Regions from separate parts of the Mus musculus genome. Here all the other regions are linked to region 1. The links are chromatin contacts, called in public HiChIP or PLAC-seq maps. All regions are on one chromosome and are shown on one strand. The core of a region is the stretch at or near the end of the contact, and the rest is flanking DNA. Distances in the headings are between cores, read along the strand shown. Region 1 has its middle 11 kb from the start of Gm34637. Region 2 has its middle 4.6 kb from the start of Gm40271. Region 3 has its middle 32 kb from the start of Gm40271.

Region 1 (2,755 bases), core at 107-2,606:
ACCTTTATCTTCTGAGCCATTTTATTGGCCCCAGGATTCTTTTTTCATCCTTACAGTCCTATTAACAATCCAACACTGTTGAAGCTCTGAAAGAGTCAATGGCACCCAGTGTCGTCAATCCAGGAGCATCATATGAGTGGTCTCCAAAGTCAGTGCTTCTCAGCACACCTCCAGTAGGTGTCTGTCTACACTGGTCATGCACGATATGGCTTCTGGACCTGTATCTAACTCCTTCCCTTTGTTTATATGTTAAGGACAATTTCTTCAGATAAAGAAATCCATCTGAAATTCATAAATACCAAGCAGTACATGATGCATAAGAACAGTCACCAGCAATCTGTTAAAGCCACTGAATTCCGTGTGCATTTGCATGTATGTATGCGCATGTTCATGTGGATTCAGGCACACTTGTGTACATACCTGTTTATGCGTATATATGCAAATGGAGCTGGAGGTTAAAGGGCAATCTTCAGGTGCTCTCTACATTTTTTTTAAATGGCAGATAGTTTAGCATTCTGCAACTTGCTGAGGGGGTGGGCTAAGAAGTCCCAGAAACCCACCTGCCTCCTCCCTAACACTGAGATTCCAAGTGTGCACAACCACACCCAGCTTGTTTTTAATGTGAGTTCTGGGAATCATGTCCTTGTGCTCCCAAGGTAAGCGCTTATTGATGAGCTATCTCCCAAGCCCCTCGACTGAGTTCTTAAGGGACCACCGAATGGCTAACTCAAAAGCAATAATTGTGCCCAAAGACGTAAACTCTGACCCAGAAGACAACGCTTCTCAATGTTATCAAGAAATCTCCGTTGCACAGACAAGTACTGAAGAGATCCGGCTTGGCTCAGCAATAGCATTTGTCACCAAGGAGTGTATCCTCCTTTCTGCCTATCAGAAAATGCCTGCAACCTCACCTCCAAGCACAGGCATAGGCAAGCACACATACACACGCACACGCCCCCACTCACACATACACACACTGTGGAAGCTAGCCGGCAGCCCAGCCCACTTGATCTCTCTTCAAACCCAGAGAGCCCTTGCTGACTCCACAAACCCTGGTCTACACCCCGGCTGTAGGCGGCTCTTGACTGGCAGAGCTGCAAGCCAGGGTATCTTTGTAGGGAACAACACCCTGCCAGGCTAGACTGTAACCTGCTGATGCGGTGTAACCTCACCAGCACTGTGGAGATGCCACATCTGGAGTCTTTCCCGGGATTTTCACTCGAGTTCCGTTCAATAGCTACCCTGTCTTTGGTGTGTTAGCACGTTGATGAGGCTGGCACTCTGTTCAGACATTCAGCCTATCTCTTTCCCCAGGGCTGCGTGACTCCCGTGACTCCTCCCCCAGACACAAACCTCCTTTCAGCCGCGCTGAGACTCTAAGCCCTCTCCCCTTCAGCTAAGAGCCATTGTATCAGCTGTGATTTATGTACAGGCCTTTGTTGGACTCCTGGTTTTGACAGTCTCTGTGTTGTCGAATGGTAATAATTACGGGGCCTTTCATCCTTTATTTACGGGATTGCTCTGGGGGAGAGAGGCCTGGCAATGGGGTGGGGGAGTGCGGGGGGGGGGTGCCGGGGGGTGCCGGGGGGTGCCGGGGGGAGAGGCTCTTTTTCTGAACCTCGATACAGAACCAAAGGAGTAGGGGTGCTTTGGAAGTTATAAATAGCAGCTCAGAGAATAAAGAAGTCACCTCTGCAGGCTAAGGGAGCTTACAGAGGACAAAGGACTCCGAGAGCTGGGAACACTGTGCTGCTTGGAGACTGACAGGGCTAAATCGGGCGTTTCCAGGGTCCTGCCCCTTGTTTTCAAGCAGCAGAGTTTCATCTGAACTCAGGTCTCTGACTGAGGTGACAGGGATGTAGCTTCATTTCACTCAGCCTGCGAGGAAGCCTCCTCTCTGCCTGTGGGGATGTCCTTCCCTACCTCCACAAGCCCTTCTCAGATAGGTCTAGAGCTTTCTGAAGCTCCCGTATTACCCAGGGCTCACTTGTGAGTAGCCTAGGTCACATGGATGCTTCTGGACAATAGGAGTGGACAGAAGGATGCTGGGACTGGAGGCCAGGTGCTCAATGGCGATTAATGCTCAAAAAGACACAGCAGAGGAAAATGCTAGACCAGCAATGAACTTGAATGTGCGAAATTAACCTTAAAGTCCTGAGCCGCTAAGATTTCTGGGTTTATCTGTTCCTGGAGCACAGTCACTTATCTGATCAGCTTTGTAGCTGTCCAGCTTGGGCATAGAGATACCAGGGGCCATCCACTACCCTCAGAGTGTTCTCAGTCTGAGGGAGGAGGCAATATCAGGATAAATATGAGGGATGGCCACAGTGGAGGACTAGCACTGTGTGAACACAGAGAAGGTTATCTTGCCAGATCTGTGGTACCAGGAGTGCTCCCTGGAGTCAAGTGTCTTGTGAGGGATCTCGGAAAGCAGGTCTCAGGCAGTGGAGCAGACATAGCCGTGGGGACTTGGGGCAGGGAAATAACAGAGGACTGGCATGGACAAGAGTGGTGGTGCTGTCATGGACAACACTGCCAGGAACTCCAAGACAACCTAGTGCTGACTCACTGAGAGCCCCTGGACCTGGGGAAAGGAACAATTAGTACAGCTGGTTTTCGTGGGCGCTGCCAACGACTGGGGAGGATGTGGACAAGAACATGGATGTGGATCATACGGAGAATAAGGATGTGGGGATGGGGAAGCACAAGAAGACAGAGCACAGATAGGATGTGGCTGTCAGACTGGATGTGGTCC
Region 2 (2,755 bases), core at 133-2,632, 220 kb after region 1:
GCCCTGGCTGTCCTGGATCTCACGCTGTAGACCAGGCTGACCTCGAACACAGAAATCCGCCTGCCTCTGCCTCCCAAATGCTGGGATTAAAAGGCGTGCGCCACCACTGCCTGGCGCCAACTGAAATTTCTAAGGAAAAACATTTCACAAGGTCAGGTACTATGAAGCTTCACTGTGCACACACAGTAGAGGGTCATAGGCTCTCAGGAAGCTACAGATCTACTGCTGGGACAAACAGGTCCCAGAAGTCCCCAAGGGTCCCAGGCTGGCAGAATCATCAGGAGGGATGACGGAAGTTAGCCTATGGTTCCAAGACTCTGATACCAGGATCTGGGAACTAGACCTCAGTAAGAGGCTGTGGGGACATTCCCAAGAAGGACTGTCGTTAGCCTCCTAAAGGGGGTCCATCTTTCTCTCTTATATGCATAGACACAGATGGAGACATAAGTAGATATACACACAGGGAGAAACACACACACACAAGCACACTGACACATACACACATACAAAGATACACACAGGAACATGGACACACACAGATGGAGGGAGACACACAGAACTAGTGACATTTACACAGATGGGAGACTGACACCCACCAGAACACCAAACCACAAACGGAGACACACACAATCACAGACGTACATATGGACATACAGACACAGAGAACAGAGGCCTTCACGGAAAAAAAAAAAAAACAAAAACTGATGGGGAGAGAAGGAGAGGCTGAGAAGAAGGAAGGAAGGAGGAGAAAGAGAAGCAGAGGGAAAGAATGCAGAGCTCAAAAGGGCCACACAGGAGAGCCCACCCAGGCCTCTGAGGGCAGATGGGGTGTAGACACAACCCTGCCCTCCCTCTGCCTGTTATTTCAAAGGACTACATCCTTCAGGTCCCTCCCACTTGGCAGCTCCTAATTTAAGCCTGTGAAGGTGTTAGATTGGATAATTCCACTATGGGGACCAGAGGAGACTGCCAGGGGTAAAATGACCAGGTGGAATACACTAGGACTAGGGCACATTGAGAAGAGTATTAAACAGCATGGCAGGAAGGGGGAAAGAGACTTCGGAGAGGGCTTCTCTGGGGCCCCTGAACAAGTGCCTGCAACCCTGCCTGGAGGCTGGGAGCGCTGGCAGACCTAGGCGGCGGCGGCGGCAGCAGCAGCCGCTGGCCAGCCTGGTTTCCCTCAGCTACAGACAGCCTGGCTCCAGGCCCACCTCCCGGTGCCCTGGGCCTGACATCTTCTGGGCAGAGCCACGGTGCCCCAGGAGCCATGTGGATGGTGTTAGTAAACACGCTTTCTTGCGCCCAGCCTGGCAAGGCCTGTGGGCAGCGGGAGGGCGTAGAGCTGGCAGCTCCCACGGCTGGGCAGGAGGACGGGAGGGTGGACCGGCGGGCAGACGGGCGGGCAGGCCGCCCTGCACAGCCAAGCCAAGGCCCAGAATGGAGCAGCTGCTCCTGTCACCATGGAGACGGAACTGAACAATGAGCAGCCAGAGATGCAGCATGGCTGCCTGGCACCGCGGCCACACTCCCGCCAGGCCCTCACACCTACACACAGGAGCTCATGCACTCACCCTCATGTGCGCCTGCATGCATGGACGTACGTGCACATATGCGCACACACGCATGCAGAGTTCCAGGAAGGAGAAAGAAATAGAGAAACCGGGTAAGGACAGTAGAATCTATAGAAAAGGAAGGAGAATGTGAGATGAGGTTCACAGCCTTACAGTTGCAAAGTTGAGCAGAAAAAAAAAAAAAAATCTCACCCTTTGATTCTGGCTAAAAATACCTTAAAAAAAAAAAAGGCAGCTTTGCAGAGGGTCATGTGGTGCCCTGGATTCTTGTGTAACAGGAGAGCTGAAGGGGTTCTAATTAGCAAAAGGCATCTTGAGTCCCATCCCCTTCCCCCTTGACGCGGGTTGCTGAGAGACCCTCACAAAGCTGTTAGTCCCCAGGAAATGAGGATACATTGTTAAAAATGAGCCTAAATCCCAGGTGATTCCTCTCTCCAAGACAATGCAGAGAGGAGGCTGGCTGGCTCAGCCACGGGCTGGAGAGGAGTCGGAGAAAGGCCCCCGTCCAAGTCCTTTAAGAAAAAGTAACCAGTGGCATCCGGGCAGGGAAGGTGGGTGGGCATCAGCTTGTAGTGCACAGGGGCACCTTCTGGGCAAGTTCCCCTTCTGTGAACTGGTGAACTCTTAGCCCCAGCAGCTCCTAGATCCCCAGATATTACCTGCTCCTGCCACTCAGAGGAGCATACAGAAGTTTATGAACACTGAGGAAACAGACAGGATTACCATGAGTTCAAGCCAGGTGTTGGTTACAAAGTGAGACCTTGTCTCAAAAAGCACAAAAGAAGGCAAAGAAAGAAAAGAAAGGGGGAGGGGGTTGGAAAGAAGGGAGGAGGCAGGAAAAAGGGAGGGGAAGGAAGAGGAGAGGAGAGGAGAAGGAAGAGGAAAGGGGAGGGGAGGCCAGCCGATATAGGTATAGACAGACATCTCCCTAACTATCCCTTCCAGCCTGGTATCTGGAAACTCAGTCTGCTCTTCTCAGCATCTCTGTCCAGGGGCTGACAGACGCTGTATTTCAGCATTATCTTAAGCTTCCAACAGGCTACTTATTTTTTCCTGGCTTCACCTATTTCTCTTCTTCCTTCTGGGCAGGTGAATGCTGTGTGAAGATAGCTATCCTGGAGGCCTGCTGGATTCCTTTAGTGGAAAATAGGAAGACTTACCAGTTGACCTGGCGCTACTGTCTA
Region 3 (2,755 bases), core at 71-2,570, 200 kb after region 1:
TGTGCAGTTGGGAATGGGAGAGATTGCCATCCTGTTGCTATTCTATTTCCCTTTCATTTAGTTTGGACAAGGGAGGCCACACTCCTTCAATAAGGCCTTTCTTTCCCCTAGCCGAGTGGGTCATTCACTGAAGTCGGTGGCAGGAGAGCTGACAGGAGGGCTGAGGGCCAGGGAGATCAGGAAACATGGAGTGACGACTCAGACTTGATGCTTGCTAAACAGAGCTGGGCTGAACTGGGAGGTAGCAGCACCTGCCCTGTCCCATGTCCGTGTCCTGGGTTTCAGATGCCCAGAGCCCTGGCAGAGGCCTAGGCCTGGCCTCTCACTCACCCAGTGGGCAGTGAGAAGCTGTCTCCAAACCCAGGGAGACAGAGGCAAAAAAATAAAATAAAATAAAATAAAATAAAATAAAATAAAATAAAATAAAAAGCAAAACCAGCATCCCAGGGATAGGTTCCGGGTTCTAGTATGCAATGGGGGGTAGGGGGAGTGATTTCATCTCAGGCGTCTATATACCTTTTTATGATAGTGGGATTCATTTGTCTCTGTTTTCAAGATGCCTGCTCATTTCAGACACTGAAAGATCTTCAGTGTAAAAAAAGAAGGTCACCATGGCCCTCACCTCTCAGGCTGTGTCCCAGAATAGAAGTGTTCATCCTCTAATTTCTGGTTAGAGGCTAGCTCAGAGTCCGAACCCTTGGCTCCCTTCCCAACACTTCATAGCATCTGGAAAGAGGGAAATCCCTTCTAGATTTCTTTCTTCACTTTTTAAAAAAAAATTGTTTTTGGTTTTTATTTCATTTAAGTGTGCCCCGCTCCCTTCTCTTACATTTTCTCCATTTCTCTGTCTTATACAAGACAGGAGGCTGACTCTTGAAATCCCAACATTAGGAGGCTGAGGCAAGAGGATTGCTGGGTTCCTGGGAAATCTGGGCTATATAGCACATTCCAGGCCAGCCTGGGCTACAGATGCTAACTCAAAACCGCAGCAGCGAATCTCCTTGTCTGTCTGTCAGTCGGTCTGTCCCTACATATCCCTATCATTCTGTCTTGCTCTTGCGTGTTTCTTTCTTTCTTCAAATTTCAAAGAAAACCCAGTGAATAACTGACTATTCAGGACCTGCAGAATGAGGCCTCTTTGGACTGGTCTGTAGTCAAAGCAGTCCGCACTTCTAAAAGGGGGACTGCAGGCTGATCTACCCAAAGCAGAGCAGTGGCTGGGGCAGCAATGTTTCCTGCACTGAGACTGGCCATCTGTATGCAAATCTCAGAGACCCGGCAAACTTGCATCAGCCTGGCTGGCCTGGCAGGCTGGGCCTCAGCAATTACCAGAGCACATCGAGCCTTTGTGCCCATGGCTGGGCTTTGTGGGCGCCGAGGCTGCCCAGCACCTGCACCTCAGAGGTGGCAGATGGCAGGACTTGGCAGCAATATGGAAGTTTGCCTGATTGTGGCTGAGCCACAAATGGACATCTTTTATTTCTTCCTGGGGGTGGGGGGCTCGAGAGAGAGGATTAGTGCTAGATTACCACCCATTTATGTGCTCCACAAATATTTATTGAGTGCTTACTAAGTGTCCTGCCACCAGTGGCCTAAGAAGGAGCTCCTCAAAGGACAGGCATGGTGTGAGTACTTTATTAAGAGAAAGAAAAAAGATCTGAAAAATGAACTATTGACATTCAAAATCAGTTCATAGGGAGTTGGCAACAGAGTGCCACCAAGGTCTTGATTTCATTCCTGGAGACTCTGACCAATACAGTAAGGCACATGGAGCCCCTCCCTTCCTGTAGGCCCACAGAGCCCAGATCCTCCTGACCCTTCCACCACAGGCATATGCAAGCTGCTAGAAAACCACAGTGCCACAGCTGGAGTATGCTCATGTAGGTGTTAAAGTAGCATTGAAGGAGCCAGGAGGGGCGGCCCACGCCTTTACTCCCAGCACTCAGGAGGCAGAGGCAGGTGGATCTCTGAGTCAAGGGCAGCCTGGTCTTCAGAACAAGTACCAGGATAGCCAGTGCAACATAGGAAAACACTGTCTCAGAAAGCCAAGAATAAAAAAGAAAGAAAAAAAAGGCAGAAAGAATAGGAAGGGGAAAGGAAAAGGAATGGGAAAGGAAGGGAAGGGGAAGGTCAGGGGAAGGGGGATGAAAGGGGAAGAGGAAGGGAAGGGGAGGGGAAGGGAAGGGGGGAAGAGGAAGGGAAGGGGGAGGGAAGGGGGAGGGGGATGAAAGGGGAAGAGGAAGGGAAGGGGAGGGGAAGGAAAGGGGAAGAGGAAGGGAAGGGGAGGGGAAGGAAAGGGGAAGAGGAAGGGAAGGGGGAGGGAAGGGGAAGGAAAGGGAAAGAGAAAGGGAAGGGGAGGGGAAGGAAAGGGGAAGAGGAAGGGAAGGGGGAGGGAAGGGGAGGGGAGGGGAAGGGAAGGGAGAGGGAAGGGGAAAGAAAGGGGGAAGGGAAGGGGAAAGGGGAAGGGCAGAAAAAGCAATGAAGGTTCATTAAGGGAAAGCTGTTGTCTCCTGGTCAATAGAACGGCATTCGCCCCTGGATGGACACAGACCATTGTCTAGTTGGGAAAGAGCTAATCCATTTGACCTAGCCAAAGGACATCCCTTAGGAAGGCGGCTTCACCTGAAGCCATGCTAAAGAGATAGGGAGGATAATTAGAGACAATGTGCCTTTTCTTACCAGAGTTCTTGCCCCTCTGTCTCAGTTCCTTCAATCTGCTATGAAGTTCCACTGGGTCTGTCTAACTCAGAAAGAT

The links. HiChIP or PLAC-seq counts read pairs in DNA pulled down with a chosen protein or histone mark.
Region 2: an H3K4me3 HiChIP or PLAC-seq map of embryonic forebrain shows a contact between it and region 1, with 5 times the contacts expected there. The contact joins two enhancer-like sites. A contact is called at or near these places in 5 of 39 promoter capture datasets (cranial neural crest, frontonasal cranial neural crest, liver and 2 more), 1 of 484 Hi-C or Micro-C datasets (cerebellum) and 11 of 115 datasets of contacts at active chromatin or transcription factors (SST interneurons, astrocytes, embryonic basal ganglia and 7 more).
Region 3: an H3K4me3 HiChIP or PLAC-seq map of embryonic forebrain shows a contact between it and region 1, with 3 times the contacts expected there. The contact joins two enhancer-like sites. A contact is called at or near these places in 2 of 484 Hi-C or Micro-C datasets (nephron progenitors and neural progenitor cells) and 5 of 115 datasets of contacts at active chromatin or transcription factors (craniofacial prominence, embryonic basal ganglia, embryonic forebrain and 2 more).

The regions. Positions count from the first base shown.
Region 1 is chr12:12,679,490-12,682,244 of GRCm38.p6, forward strand. No RefSeq gene overlaps it. Among named protein-coding and RNA genes, the nearest start is that of Gm34637, 11 kb to the left of the region's middle. Within about 2 kb of position 1,357, at least 117 of the 459 cell types and tissues checked have an H3K27ac peak or open chromatin away from gene starts, as enhancers often do. A contact at or near this core is called in SST interneurons, cerebellum, embryonic basal ganglia and 5 more, where this site is marked.
Region 2 is chr12:12,903,404-12,906,158 of GRCm38.p6, forward strand. No RefSeq gene overlaps it. Among named protein-coding and RNA genes, the nearest start is that of Gm40271, 4.6 kb to the right of the region's middle. Within about 2 kb of position 1,383, at least 141 of the 459 cell types and tissues checked have an H3K27ac peak or open chromatin away from gene starts, as enhancers often do. A contact at or near this core is called in SST interneurons, cerebellum, embryonic basal ganglia and 5 more, where this site is marked.
Region 3 is chr12:12,876,436-12,879,190 of GRCm38.p6, forward strand. No RefSeq gene overlaps it. Among named protein-coding and RNA genes, the nearest start is that of Gm40271, 32 kb to the right of the region's middle. Within about 2 kb of position 1,321, at least 43 of the 459 cell types and tissues checked have an H3K27ac peak or open chromatin away from gene starts, as enhancers often do. A contact at or near this core is called in embryonic basal ganglia, embryonic forebrain and neural progenitor cells, where this site is marked.